3 separate regions of the Mus musculus genome follow, and all the other regions are linked to region 2. The links are chromatin contacts, called in public HiChIP or PLAC-seq and Micro-C maps. All regions are on one chromosome and are shown on one strand. Each heading gives the region's core, a stretch centred on a gene start, on an enhancer-like site or on the middle of the called end of the contact. The rest is flanking DNA. Distances are from core to core; before and after follow the strand shown. Region 1 holds the start of Rnf169 (ring finger protein 169). Region 2 holds the start of P4ha3 (procollagen-proline, 2-oxoglutarate 4-dioxygenase (proline 4-hydroxylase), alpha polypeptide III). Region 3 overlaps Gm35082 (a long non-coding RNA gene).

Region 1 (4,504 bases), core at 1,968-4,467, 310 kb before region 2:
GCAAAATGAAGAGCTCCCAGTTCTGTCAGAGACCTCATCTCAAAGCAGAAAGGCATAAAGCAGTAGTTTTCAGCCTGTGAGCCTCAACCCCTTTGCAGATTGAGTAACCTTTTCACAGGGGTCACCTAAGACCATCAGAAAACACAAATATTTACATTACAATTCATAATAGTAGCAACATACAGTTATGAAAGAACAACAAAAATAACTTTATGGTTGGGAATCACTACTACATGAGGAAATTTATTAAAGAGTGGAAGCATTAGGAAGGTTGGGAACCACAGGCAGAGAGAAAGGTATCTGACATCCCTCTGTCCTGTGTGCCCATGTAACAACACACACACACACAGAGAACAGTGTGTATAGCATAGCAAATATGTATTTTATTTTGATTTGGATTTCATGCAGATGCACAAACTGTGAAAGAGTAAACAAAACACCGGTGACCCTGGAAATGGGAAGAAAGCACATTCACCGAATGAATACTTTCTCCCATTTCCCTCAACTCACGAGTGATACAAGGTTGTTGAGATTGGTTTTGTTCTGTTGAGACAGAGCCTCCTGTAGCCCAGACTGGCCTGGATTTTATTATGTACTCAAGGATCTTGAATTTATTCTCTAGTCTCTACCTCCCAATTGTGGGATTATAGGCTTGCCCTAACACACTCAACATTGTATTTATTACATTTTTCTTTATTTATTTTGGGAGGTAGGTGCACATGCCACCACACACATGTGGAGATCAAAGGACAACTTTTCAGAGTCAGTTCTCTGCCCTCACTACGGAAGTCCTGAACTGAACTCACTGTTAGGTTGGCACTGCTGGTGACTTCTTGCTGCCCCCACCCCGTTGTTAAAGTTTTAATTAAAATAGATTGTGTATAACTTCAGTAAATACCTACCAATGCTAAAAGATAGTTTCCAAGCCCTACTCAGCAATTCCTTTTTTTTAAGTTTTGTTTTTTAAATGGCTTCCCATGATGCCAATAACCTTGAACTTCTGACCCTCCAGAGTCCACTTCCCAAATACTGAGATTCCAAGTTTGCATCACCATGACTGGCTCGGCAGTATTTTCTATTCTTCTAAAATTATTTAGCTGGACAAACATATGATTGCAATGATCCAAAAAGTAAATTTAGGGAAAATACTTTTCATTATGACCCACATATAACTGAAAGATACTAAGTAACTTAACAAGTCCTATGGATTCTCATTTTAGGTAAATGTCCTTAATCACTAATAGCCTATCCTTTATTTAAACAAATTTCTTTTAGTGGGAAAAGTTTACACAAATCAATAAGCAATGCATTCTTTCATAATTCAAATTTCAAGGTGGATGTTTCATAACAGCTCCAAGAGATATATAAAGAGAACTGCTATTCTATTTGACCATATAGTCAATGTAGTAGGGAGACCAGAGAAATTGCTTATATTTATAATCTCAGAAATTAAAGCAAGCTAAATTGAGAAAATCATATGGAATTGTACTTTCATCATAAGACAAGTTAGTTAATCTCTTTGGGCCTCAGTTTCACCTATAAAATAGAAATAAAGGTACAACCAAGAGCACTGTGATGGTTTTGGAAGGGATAACAAGAAACGCAGAAAGTAAAATGCAGAGCATCTCAGCCCTTAGACTGAAAAACAAGGTGTCTTTGGCAGGTGTCTCTGCTTGAACCAAAAATAGATGCATTCTGGACTCTACAGTTTCTAGGAACTGCACTTTCATATACACACAAAGCAATGCCTTCCTTCTGCTGAAAACGACGTAAGGCAGAATTCCTAACATAAAAGGGCTAGCAAATGGCTTTTCCTGATTCACGGTTCTTGAAAATCTCAGCTGTAGGTATGTTGCTTAGGCTTGCACCAAAGAAGCCTAGGTCTCGGTTCATGTTACAAACGGAATTTTCTATCTCAGACTTCAGCACCAACAAGTGATGGGCTGCCGACGGTGAGAAAGGCAAAGGAGTTCAGGCCAAGAGTCCTACAACAGACCTTTAAGTTGCCAGCATCATAGATGAAACTTACATAGAAAGACAGAAAACAGCCCCCAGCCAAACCAATCTTTGTCTCCAAAACTTAAATCCCACCCAGCTTTCTTCATCAAGCACCACTAACGTTTATGATTAGTATTATCACCAAAATAGATGGCATTTATCTCATCCTGTGTGGCAAGCTCTGCGCTAAGCATGCATATATATATATATTTTTTTTTTTTTTTTCCCAAGATAGCATGAGAAAGAACTTCACACGAGAGCTCATCCTCAAAACCCACTCTGCTCTCAAGTCTGCAAAGCTCCCCCTGAGCCTGGGATATCCCACACCTCATTCTCTCCAGCCCTGGAAGACACATCCCTCCTAGACCGCGCGACCCCAAGCCCTCTGCCCAACACTGAAACAAGCGCTGCTGGGATCCTCCAGGGCCCCTCCCCCTCCACGCACCAACTTCAACATGCCCCTAACTTGTTCCAGGAATTGTTTCCTTCCAAACTTCTGACTTACGCAAGGCGCGGGGTCCCCTCACTGCCCCTCCAAATTCAACACGCGTACAGTTCGCTCCAAAGTTCAACCTTCACCAACACATACTGCGCCTGGGCAGAACCCGGTCGCGACCCCAGCAGAACTCTCCACACCCGCGGCAGCAGAGCCCGGGACCCTCCACCCCGCTCACCAGGCCAGACCCGGCGGCTGGGCCTGGCTGAAGCCCACAGGGGCGAGGGGAGGCTCCACCTGGCTCCGCGAGCGGCTCCGGCTCCGGCCTGGGCCCCGAGGCAGCCGCGCCCCCGTCCCGGCGCGGGCGGCAGGGTTCTGGCTGTCCACGACGGGCGCGCTCGCCCATCAGCTCCGCGGCGGCCTGGCCGTCGTCGCGCGCCCGACGGCGGGCCCAGCCCGAACCGCGGGGACGGCAGCGACGGCAGCCCGGGCCCGCCGCGCGCGAGGCGCAGCCTCGGCACCGCGAGTGGCTGCACGGCAGGGCCGCCACTTCCCCCGGGGTCTCCAGGCACCCGGTGCAGCCCGACTCCTCCGGCCGTGGCGCTGACCGCAACACTAACAACGCGGGGCTGGAGGCCGGGCCCGGAGCCCCGGCTTTCGCTGCCGCCATCTCGTCACAGCGGCCCCTCCGGCCCCGCCGACTCAGAGCTGCCGCGGCCGCAGCGGAAGAAGCCCGAGTGCTCGGACCTGCCGCCGCCATCTTGTTTCCCGTTTGAAGGGAGAGTCGGTTGCGGTGGGAGAGGAGTAGAGGGCGGGGCAGTGCGCGGCGGACAGCTATCTGCATATTCATGAGGGGGCGGGAACCTAGTCCGCCTGGGGATATTTCTCCTAGGGCCTTTCGCTTAGCAGGAGGAGACTGCTTATTAATATTTAATGATTATTCTTTATATATCTGGTCTTTCAGCCCGCCCTCCTGTTTTTGTAGTTTCTAGCACTGAATCTTGAGAGACTGAAAGAATTTATTTGGAATTTTTGAGCGACCCTGAACTTTATAAAATGAACTATAAATATGAGCTATCCAGAAACTTGTCGAAGTACTTCATTTGGTAAGGGCTTTCTCCTCGGGGCCATAGCAGCTTGTTGTGATTAGCATGAGGCCTATCATGACCAAAAGTCTTGAGTGATTGTTGAAATAACAACCTGACCAGCCCTCATTTCAGCCCCTCTCTCTCCACATCCCTTTATGAAGTCCCCTCCCTTGGCTGGGGCAAAAAAAAAAAGCATACTTTATTACACAAACCCTGCTCCTCAGATTACTTCTGTGTTTGATACTTAAATGTAGATACTCTTGTGTAAGCTTGTGCCTTTTCTTTTCTCAGTCTATATGACTCCCTGGTCTCCTCTTTTCTTCCCCATGAAAGCCCACACTAATATCTGCAGTTCAGAGTTATTGAATTTATCATTATGGATATCTGCATGCTCCGTGCACAAACCTAATGTCTCCATCCTTTCAAAACAGCCCTTATTTCCCACATTCTATTCACAGAACCATCTCAAGGGTCCTCACGCTCCCAGCCCAGGCATCTTTAACTTATAGTCTTGTCATTTTCTGGCCAAAATGGCTCTATTTCCAGCCTGTTCCCACCCACTTCTTCATTCCATAAGCCCACTGCATGATTTCTTTCTCCTCATCTCTTCACCTAGCTGGCAGCTGTGACTTCTGCAAACTGACCTGCCATCACACAACCCCTCTTCCTATAAGCTTTGTCCCATGGATCTTAGAGTTCATTCCTACCGGCCAGCTCTGACCACATCATTCCTGTTTAAGCCAGGGAGAGGTGTTGAGACTTTGCTGTGATTTTCCTTTCTGGATACAGAGGATTTAGGAAAAAGAATGGCTCCCCCTGATGGAAAGATGACTGTACTACAACAAGTCTCGGGGTGTTGCCTATTTATTTATTTATTTGTTTGTTTGTTTGTTTATTATTTTTACCTTAAGGTGCATTTGGACCAAGATGTTATCTTTATGGAAAATCACAGGCTTTGTAAAGACATTATTTTTAAGCAACT
Region 2 (4,251 bases), core at 260-2,759:
TTCCTATTGCTTAGACAAGTTATCACAAACTCTGGGGCTTATAATAACCCAGATTTTTTTATCCTACTGCCTCAGAATTCAGAAGTCTGAACCGATGTATTAGACTTTTTCAGCACTGTGACCAGATATCTGACAGACACACTGTAACAGAGAAAAGATTTCTTTGACTCCTGGAGCCCATCATGAAAAGGAAGGTGTGTTGGCAGGTCTTGCCCCGTCTGGTGGCTAGCATATGTGGCCGGTGCTCACATCCAGCAGACAGAAACCTGATGGCTCTGGCCAGCAGTGAAGCCTTAGTGAACCTAGTGGAGTATGTAAGCCCTACTTCCCCAAAGCTCCATAGCTTGGTTTTTACCAAGTATTCAAGAGGATGAAACTGTGAGGTTCATTTCAAATTCAAACCGTAACGAATAGGTGTCACGAGATAAAATCAAGGTATTGGCAGATCTGTTCTTCCTGCAGACTAGGAAAGATCTGTCCCCCAGCCTTCTCAACCTTCTAGAAGCTACCTACAACCTGTTACTCACAGACCGTTTATCCATTTTCAAAGTCGCAACACAGCATCATCAAGTCTCTGATTTGGCTGTTATTGTCCTGTATCTTTCTTTGCCGTTTGTTTGTTTGTTTTTCGAGACAGGGTTTCTCTGCCTCCCAAGTGCTGGGATTAAAGGCGTGGGCCACCACCGCCCGGCTTTTTCTTTGCCTTTTTAAAAGGACCTTGGCAACTGCGTTGAGCTCACCAGGATAATCCAGGATGGCCTAAAGTCAAGATACTGTTAGAACTACACACATTGACTCTGTGAAGCTCTCTCCCCATCAAAGCATGCCAGGGGAAGCCCCTCTTTGGGGATGAGGTCCTCACCCATTGCACACAGCCTGTGGTTGCCCATTTTGTGTTTTTATGGTGGTTTACATTTCCATTTCCCTTTATGAGCAGCGGGCTGCATCTGCACCTACTATAGCACAGATGTTACTGAACACTTAAATGAATGAGTAAATGAATAAACATTGCTGGGCAAAAGGGATAGCGGGGTGAAAGAAACAAGCAGCCTAGTAGAATATAATGATGGTATTTTTGTGTGACTCTGTAGTGACTCGATCCTAGAGTTTCAGCTTCTGTAAGTCCTAGCCATCTTTCAAGATCACCTGAGGTCCTGTCCTCTGTGAAGACTTTACCCCTCTGCCCCAGCCACCTGCACTTCTGTCACCATGCTGTGTCACCCTTTGGAGTTCCCCTCATAATCCAGAGGTTTTTGTGTCCTCCCCTGTCCCACAGGAGGAATTTGGATGATGGCTCAGCACGGCTGTAACTAGAGAAATCACTGCTCACCCGCGCTCGCCTCAGTTCCCCCAAATGTGACAGGCACGGTGGAATCAGTGTGGAGTTAGCGGCGGGCCAGGCACTAAGGAATTCAGTGCTGAGGGGACGGAGGCGGCCAAGGGCGGGCGACGGAAGGCTGCGGGCGGGCGGGCGGGCCGGGGCGGCGCCGGGCGAGAGCGCGGAGGGACGCGCGACCCTGCGATGGGCCCAGGGGCGCGGCTGGCTCTGCTGGCGCTGCTGGCGCTCGGGGGAGACCCCGCGGCGGCCACGGGGCGGGAGGACACGTTCTCCGCGCTGACCAGCGTGGCGCGCGCCCTGGCGCCCGAGCGCAGGCTGCTGGGGACACTGAGGCGCTACCTGCGCGGCGAGGAGGCGCGGCTGCGCGACTTGACCAGGTGAGGGCGTCTCCAGGGAGCCGGGATGCTCAGCGACTGAGGGTGAGGAGTAACTGAGGCCCAAAGTGACTTCCAGACCCAACTGTCATGTGGTGGGGACCCTGAGACACTTTGAAGGGGAATGAGGAGTTCTGTGTCACTCTCTCTCTCTCTCTCTCTCTCTCTCTCTCTCTCCCTCTCTCTCACTCTCTGTGTCTGTCTGTCTGTCTGTCTGTGTCTGTCTCTTTGTCTCTGTGCCTGTCTCTCTGCCTCTTTGTGTGTGTGTCTCTGTCTCTCTGTTCCGGTCTCTGTCTCTCTCTGTGTCTATGTGTCTGTATGTATGTGTGTTTGTCCGTGTCTCTGTCTCTTTCTGTTTCTCTGTCTCTCCCTGTCTCTCTGTCTCTCACTCTCTGTCTCTGTCACACACAAACACACACCCCGGGGTGTGACACCACCCCCCATCCACCTTCACATGTCCAAGTTGATACACTGTGAAAAAGTGTAGGTAGCATGGAGATTCTAGAGTCCAGTTGGATCTCACAAATACTGTGTCAAGCAGCAAATGACCTTGGACTTCTTGTCAAGTTACTGCTGACACAGTAGAATGCTGTGGTGACCATTATAGCTCTTATTTCTTTTTCCATGGGTAAAAGTTCTCTGAATGTAAGTAGTAGCTGAGAGGTTGTATGTATGTGAAAATGTCTGACTCCAAAGAAAACACTGTGAAAAACTACTTCACACGGGGTAATACTGGGAGTAGTGTGCACAAACACACAGCCAACATTATTTTTTATGCAGTCAGCAAAGTAGAGTTAGATCCTGGAAGGTAAACTGTTGTAAAGTGTGGGACTTAGAGCACTAATCAGTGTCCAAGATGAAAAAGGAATGCTTGCATATGATACCAACATGTCTTGTGCCTTCTTTGCTTTGGACACTGAGAAGCCCACGGACTATAAGGCACAGTTGTTTCCACATAAATCCAATTGATCTTACAAACTTGTCTAGACAGAGCAGAAGCACATCATTTGATTTCCAGTAACTTTAAATTTCAAATCCATTCCCATGCCAACCCGCCCTGCTCCACTCCCACAAATGTTTATAAGAAATGGTCATGAAGGACAGCCAGTTTCGTAAGGGTTGGCTTAATCCTGCAGTCTGCTCTTCAAATGCCATTGGTGGCAACTGATGGCTTGTAGTTAGACACGCATTTGTTTGAGTTGCAGTATCAAATTGGTTTGTTAAAAAAAAAAAACCTGCAGATTACATTCTTACACTAAGAAAAACAGGCTGTAAGCAGGAGACAAGTTTAGGAAAAGCTAATAAAAGACACCTGTCTATACTAAAAAAAAGGAGGAGGAGGAGGAGAAAAAAGGGAAGAGGAGGAAGAAGGGAAAAAGGAGAGGAGGAGGAGATGGAGGAGGAGGAAAAGAAGAGGAGGAAGAGGAGAAAGCCAATGCAGGAGAAAGTGTGTGGAACACTGTGGGTACCAAGTGACTCAGAGTCTAGATTCAGGAGCTCAACAGGTCTCTGAATTTTTGACTCTGACCGTGTTATATCTTTAAGCTTTAGTTTCCTAATCTAAACAATGATGCTTTAATGGTTATTCCCATAGGGTTCTTGGAACGATTGTGTCCAGGTAAAGTTATTTATCATTGAGCTTAACATGTAGTAAGTTACTGAAAAAATGTTAACTCCCTATGACTCTTCAAGGCTGGCTGATCAAGTAGACTCGGCGCAGTGGGGAGGCTGAGGCAGGAAGACTGCTGTGAACCAAGCAACACAAGAGCAGACCACCGCTGCTCAGTGACTAAGTATTAAATTAACCCTGCCAATGGAAGCACTAGCTGGGATTCTAAAAGATTAAAAAGGGAATTTTTAAAATCCCAGATCCGTTTCTCAGATGATTATGAACATTTAGTCTCATCACAGGCAATCTGATGCTCTAGAGGCTGTGATTCTGTCCCCTGGTCATGCTCGAAAGCCAGCGTGAAGTGTTTACTTTTTAAAAATGATTTTTTAAATCATTTTTTAAAAATTGGGGTAGTTTCAGCTCACTTTTCTATAGATTCAATCTGTTGATTTTATATAAGTTGAAATGTTATTTCTAATGCCCCTGTTTTATATACTTTGAGTTTCTAAATCAGGAAATGAAGTGGCTTTGGCTGCTGAGGCTGCTCTACCTGCTAATGGATAGAAAATGTTCTAATTAGAGCCCCCATCACCGAGTACCCAGTAGAGCACACAGTCTGCATGGGGGAGGGGGGGTAGTCTAGTTTGTTTTGTTGGTGCCATTTAAGAAACACAAAGAGTAAAAGAGTTGGAGTGATTTCTGAGCTTAGAATGAAGCATTCAGAAGGTCTCAGAAGGATGAAGGCAAAGCCATCTCTCAGTTTCAAGGGAGAAAAGTATCGAATTGACATGGCCCATGGCTTGCGGCTGAATAACCTCCCCAGGAAGCTAACTGCAGGGATTGGGTTGCAAATTTTATGTGCAGATTCTTGAAGGAAAGGATCTGATTTTCCACTCTCAGCAGCATTTGTTAAAGCAAAAAGGCAT
Region 3 (4,070 bases), core at 330-2,829, 390 kb after region 2:
TAGGAAAATCCTGAGTGGTCCTATTTTCTGATCTTGCTACTTTTAGCAAAGTTCTACAAGAGAGAAAAAGATGGGGAAATCAAGCGGGAACTATTTTTCCTGCTGTTCACCTTGCTGAGGGGAGGAGCCCTGCTGTAACCTATAATCTGATGTCTGAGAGGCCTGGTGCTGTTCACCTTGCTGAGGGAGGAACGCTGTTGTAACCTATAATCTGATGACTGAGAGGCCTGGAATTTTGAGTTTTGCAAAGTTGAAAGAGCCGTGGCTTTGGCATTGAACCAGGTCTAAGCAGTAATATCTGAGTGGCAGTATTAGCAGGAGTTAGGACTGCTGACTTCTTTAAAAGAGCTGAGAGCGAGCCTGAGGCCAACGGAGGAGCCAAGGGCAGAGCTTTCCCACTGAGGCCTGGGGTTCCAGATGGCCTGAGGAAATCCCTTGATACACTCAGGGAGTGGAAGGCAGCTATGTTTACCCACTATACCACCAATGCATGCTACATTAGGGGGGTGGCTAACTAGTGAGCGGTCAGAGTCTGGCCTGGAGAGATGGCTCAGCAATTGGGAGCACTGGCTGCTCTTCCAGAGGATCCAGGCTCAGTTCCCAGCACCCAGTTACAATCTTCTGTAACTCTAGTCCCAGTAGATCTGATGCCCTCTTCTGAGAGACCTCCTTAACTGCCAGGCACATATGAGGTATAAATATGTATATAATGACAAAATATTAATATGCATACAATAAAAAATATCAAAAAGTCCTGAGGGCAAGACCAAGGGGAACCCAGTGCCTCCACTCATCTGCCATGAGGTGGCATGGGTGTAATGCCCCCTTGCCACCTGCAGCTCAGTGGACCTGGCCAAGGGGAAGGAGCACAGGTGAGCCATCCCCAAGGGTGTGAGAAGAGGGGAACTGTGCCAACCCCTCTCTGGCTGTAGCACAGCTGGGAGTGAGAGTTGATGGGAGAATGCCTTCTCTGAGGATTTTAGGGTCACAGCTCTTTTAGATGATACTCAACAAAACAGCTCTCTTAGAAGATCTTCAGTGAAACAGCTGGTGCGCACACACTTTTATTCCGGGTAGACAAGGACTGTCTAAGAACCCTGGAGGGTGGGAAGGAATTTTCAGAGTGAATGTAAAATCATTGGCTGGAACTTAATGTACAGTGAATGCCTCATTGTACGGAGAAGCATTCCAGGAATCCCAGGTACTTGCTGGGCGGAAAGAGGAAGTTGAATTTAAAGGTTTGCCAAGGGCTACGACTGGACCTTCCTCAGGTAGAAGAGCGGGATTGAGCTCCCTAGAGAAGGGGAAGCCCTGCTGGGAAAGGGTAGTTTTTCATTTTGCACTGAGCTCAGAGGCACTCCCAGACGTGGTAGAATTTGACCTTAACTATCAGGGTTTCCCACTACAGCTGGCTCTGGAGGCGTGGCTTCAGGTGAGCTGGCCAGAGGGCTTGAAAGCAGAAATACTGAGCCTGCCTCCTACTGATGGCAGCATCGGGCAGCCTAGTTGGAGCAGTGCTGGAGAGCTTGCCTTGGTGGTGCTCAGATAAAGGAGAGCCAGAGGGCTGACCAGCTCAGCTACCTACCACGCAGGCGCAGATCCAGGGCTTTGCATTGGCTCATCCCAACGTCTATGTCACCTGTGAACTGTTGGGGCTTGTGAAAGGACCAGTCCTGCTGATCCAAATGATCTCCATGACATGTGGCAACAGCAGGATAACTGAGCCAAGTCCCCGTGAGGATTCAATATTGATGGTGTCACAGAAGCCAGAGACGTCAAACCAGACCAATGACTCATTGCAATGAACATTTGCAAGTGAAGATGTGTGGACAGAGGGACATACTGTGGTACATCCTGTAACATACAGCAGCTTCCATGACGGGATGCTTTCTCTCTTTCATTTTTTTTTTTAAAGCTAAATGGTCTTTACCTCAGTTCCTGCCCTGACTTGCCTCAGTGACTGAATCATTACCTGGAAATGTAAGATGAAATAAACCCTTTTCTTTCCAAGTTGCTTTTGGTTAGTGTTTTGTCATAGCCACAGAAAGCAAACTAGAACAAAAAGATACCCAGACTGGGGGCTGGGGAAGCAGCTGTATCTTGCTCTCTGGGACCTCCTCCATGGTAAAGGGATCTTTCCTAGCCATCATGACCAGTCATGCTGCTTGCTTGAGACAGCAGACGAGATGTTTTCTATGCTTTGTTTATTTTTGTTTATGTGGGTTTTTATCTTGTGGGGGAGTTGCAGCAGGGGGGGTGGATACAGGGGATGGGAAATGAGTGGGACTGGGGTGCACTCACAAAAATCAGTAAAAAGTTTAAAAAATCATTTAGTGAATAATCTTTAAAAATATATTTAAAAGAGTCGTTTATTTGTTTAATATGTATGTGTGCCTGGTCTAGTGCAAGAGTAGCAAGTACATTCAACTACTGAGCCATCTCTTCAGTACCGCCATCTCTTCAGTACCTAAATAAATACGTCTTTAAAAATTCACTGTGTCAACTTGGCTGGCCTGGAAGTCAAAGAAATTCATCTACCTGCCTCTGTCTCCTGAGTTCTAGGATTAAAGTCCACTACACCAGGTGGGAAATTTTTAATTATATTTATTTATATATCTATCCATTTATTTATTTATTTATTTATTTATTTATTTATTTATTGTGTGTGTGTGTACATGCACACATATGTGTCATGGTAAGTTTGTGTTGATCAGAGGACAGCTATGGGAATTGGATCTTCCATTGTGTGGATCTCAGGTTTCTAGACTTGACAACAATCACCTTTATTCTCTTACGTATCTTGCTGGCCTCTTCATGTCCTACACAAGACCACCTTATTCAAGGCCCAGCTCGAACTGTCTGGGTCTACCATAGACATTTTCCAAGACACTGGCTGCAGGGCGAGGAGAGGAAGGTGTCACGGTCCCAGTGGTCTAAGAGACAATTCCAAGACAGGACTGCCCCAGGAAGTGACTTCTCAACTACCGGCCCTTCATACAGACAAAACTCCTCGCCTCCACTGAGCAACCCACCCACATTCAAGTGCTGCTCACAACACCAAGTATTTTTGAGATTTTGCTCCAGTTTTATGTGTTTGCGGTAGAACTATGAATAATTTAAAAATGAATTTGAACACATTTACCCTCTAGTCATAAAATGGCAAGAATCCCAGCTCTTTACAGGCATAAGTGTACCTAGTGCTGAGGAACTTTTAAAAACAGCCAGGATCAGGCAGGAGATCGGGTTCTGTGTAGAAAGCTAAGTCTACATTAAACGAAATGAGAACCTCCTCTTCTGCCTGAGCCTCAGTATCTGCTTCGCTCCTCCCCTGTCTGCCAGTTCTAGGAGGGAAAAGTCCCAGGGAAGGAAAGGGATTGGCCAGCTTCTGTCCTGTGTTCATCTTCTGACCAATGACTAGATTCTGTTTCCTGAGGAGGAGAGCACGTGCTGATGGCAGTATGAAACAATGCCCCATACATCCGATGAGACAGCAAGGCTCCTGGATGCAGAATATTATTCAAAAAGGAGATGTATGGGCTGTTAAGATATGGGAAGTTCTGGGTACTGACCTCAGCAAAAAAAGAAAATAGTTAATAGGTTTTTAAATTTCCTTTTTGTATTTAAAGATGTTTATTGTATGCATGAGTGTTTTGCCTGCATGCATCTCTGTACACCACCAGTGCCAGGTGATCATGGAGGCCAGAGAGGGCACTAGGTCCCCTAGAACTGGAGTTACAGTTATGAACTGCCATATGGGTGCTGGGAATCAAACTCCAATCCTGTGGGAGAGCAGCCAGTGCACCTAACCACTGGACCAACTCTCCAGCCCTAGGTTTTTTATTTTTATATGAAGTGCTCCCAACCCCCATATGCTGCTTCAATTTCTTTTTTTTTTTTTTTTTTTTTTTTTTTTTTTTTGAGATTTTACTTAAGCCAGGCATGGTGGTGCACACCTTTAATCTCAGCACTTGGGAGGCAGAGGCAGATGGATCTCTGGGAGTGCAAGGCCAGCCTGGTCTACAGAGTGAGTTTCAGAACAGCCAGGGTAACACAGAGAAGCCCTGTATTCC

What was found. Hi-C and Micro-C count contacts between places; a contact is called where the count stands out from the background. HiChIP or PLAC-seq counts read pairs in DNA pulled down with a chosen protein or histone mark.
Region 1: a contact with region 2 is called in an H3K27ac HiChIP or PLAC-seq map of epiblast stem cells, with 5 times the contacts expected there. The contact joins the promoter of Rnf169 here to the promoter of P4ha3 in region 2. A contact is called at or near these places in 2 of 115 datasets of contacts at active chromatin or transcription factors (epiblast stem cells and pancreatic cancer cells) and 2 of 9 other capture datasets (adipose tissue and macrophages).
Region 3: a Micro-C map of embryonic stem cells shows a contact between it and region 2, with 1.7 times the contacts expected there. The contact joins the enhancer-like site here to the promoter of P4ha3 in region 2. A contact is called at or near these places in 8 of 39 promoter capture datasets (3T3-L1-derived adipocytes, the C10 cell line, fetal liver and 4 more), 1 of 15 datasets of contacts at CTCF or cohesin (large pre-B cells), 9 of 484 Hi-C or Micro-C datasets (B cells, the G1E-ER4 cell line, the N1E-115 cell line and 3 more) and 1 of 9 other capture datasets (macrophages).

What each region holds. Positions count from the first base shown.
Region 1 is chr7:99,977,241-99,981,744 of GRCm38.p6, forward strand. It overlaps Rnf169 (ring finger protein 169), which reads right to left and starts at 3,218. Exons shown (of 6, transcript NM_175388.3): 1 at 2,732-3,218. The coding sequence starts at 3,194.
Region 2 is chr7:100,284,011-100,288,261 of GRCm38.p6, forward strand. It overlaps P4ha3 (procollagen-proline, 2-oxoglutarate 4-dioxygenase (proline 4-hydroxylase), alpha polypeptide III), which reads left to right and starts at 1,510. Exons shown (of 13, transcript NM_177161.4): 1 at 1,510-1,716. The coding sequence starts at 1,523.
Region 3 is chr7:100,677,997-100,682,066 of GRCm38.p6, forward strand. Gm35082 (a long non-coding RNA gene) reads left to right here. Exons shown (of 3, transcript XR_378374.4): 3 at 1-146. Among named protein-coding and RNA genes, the nearest start is that of Gm35082, 5.0 kb to the left of the region's middle. Within about 2 kb of position 1,580, at least 36 of the 459 cell types and tissues checked have an H3K27ac peak or open chromatin away from gene starts, as enhancers often do. A contact at or near this core is called in embryonic stem cells, where this site is marked.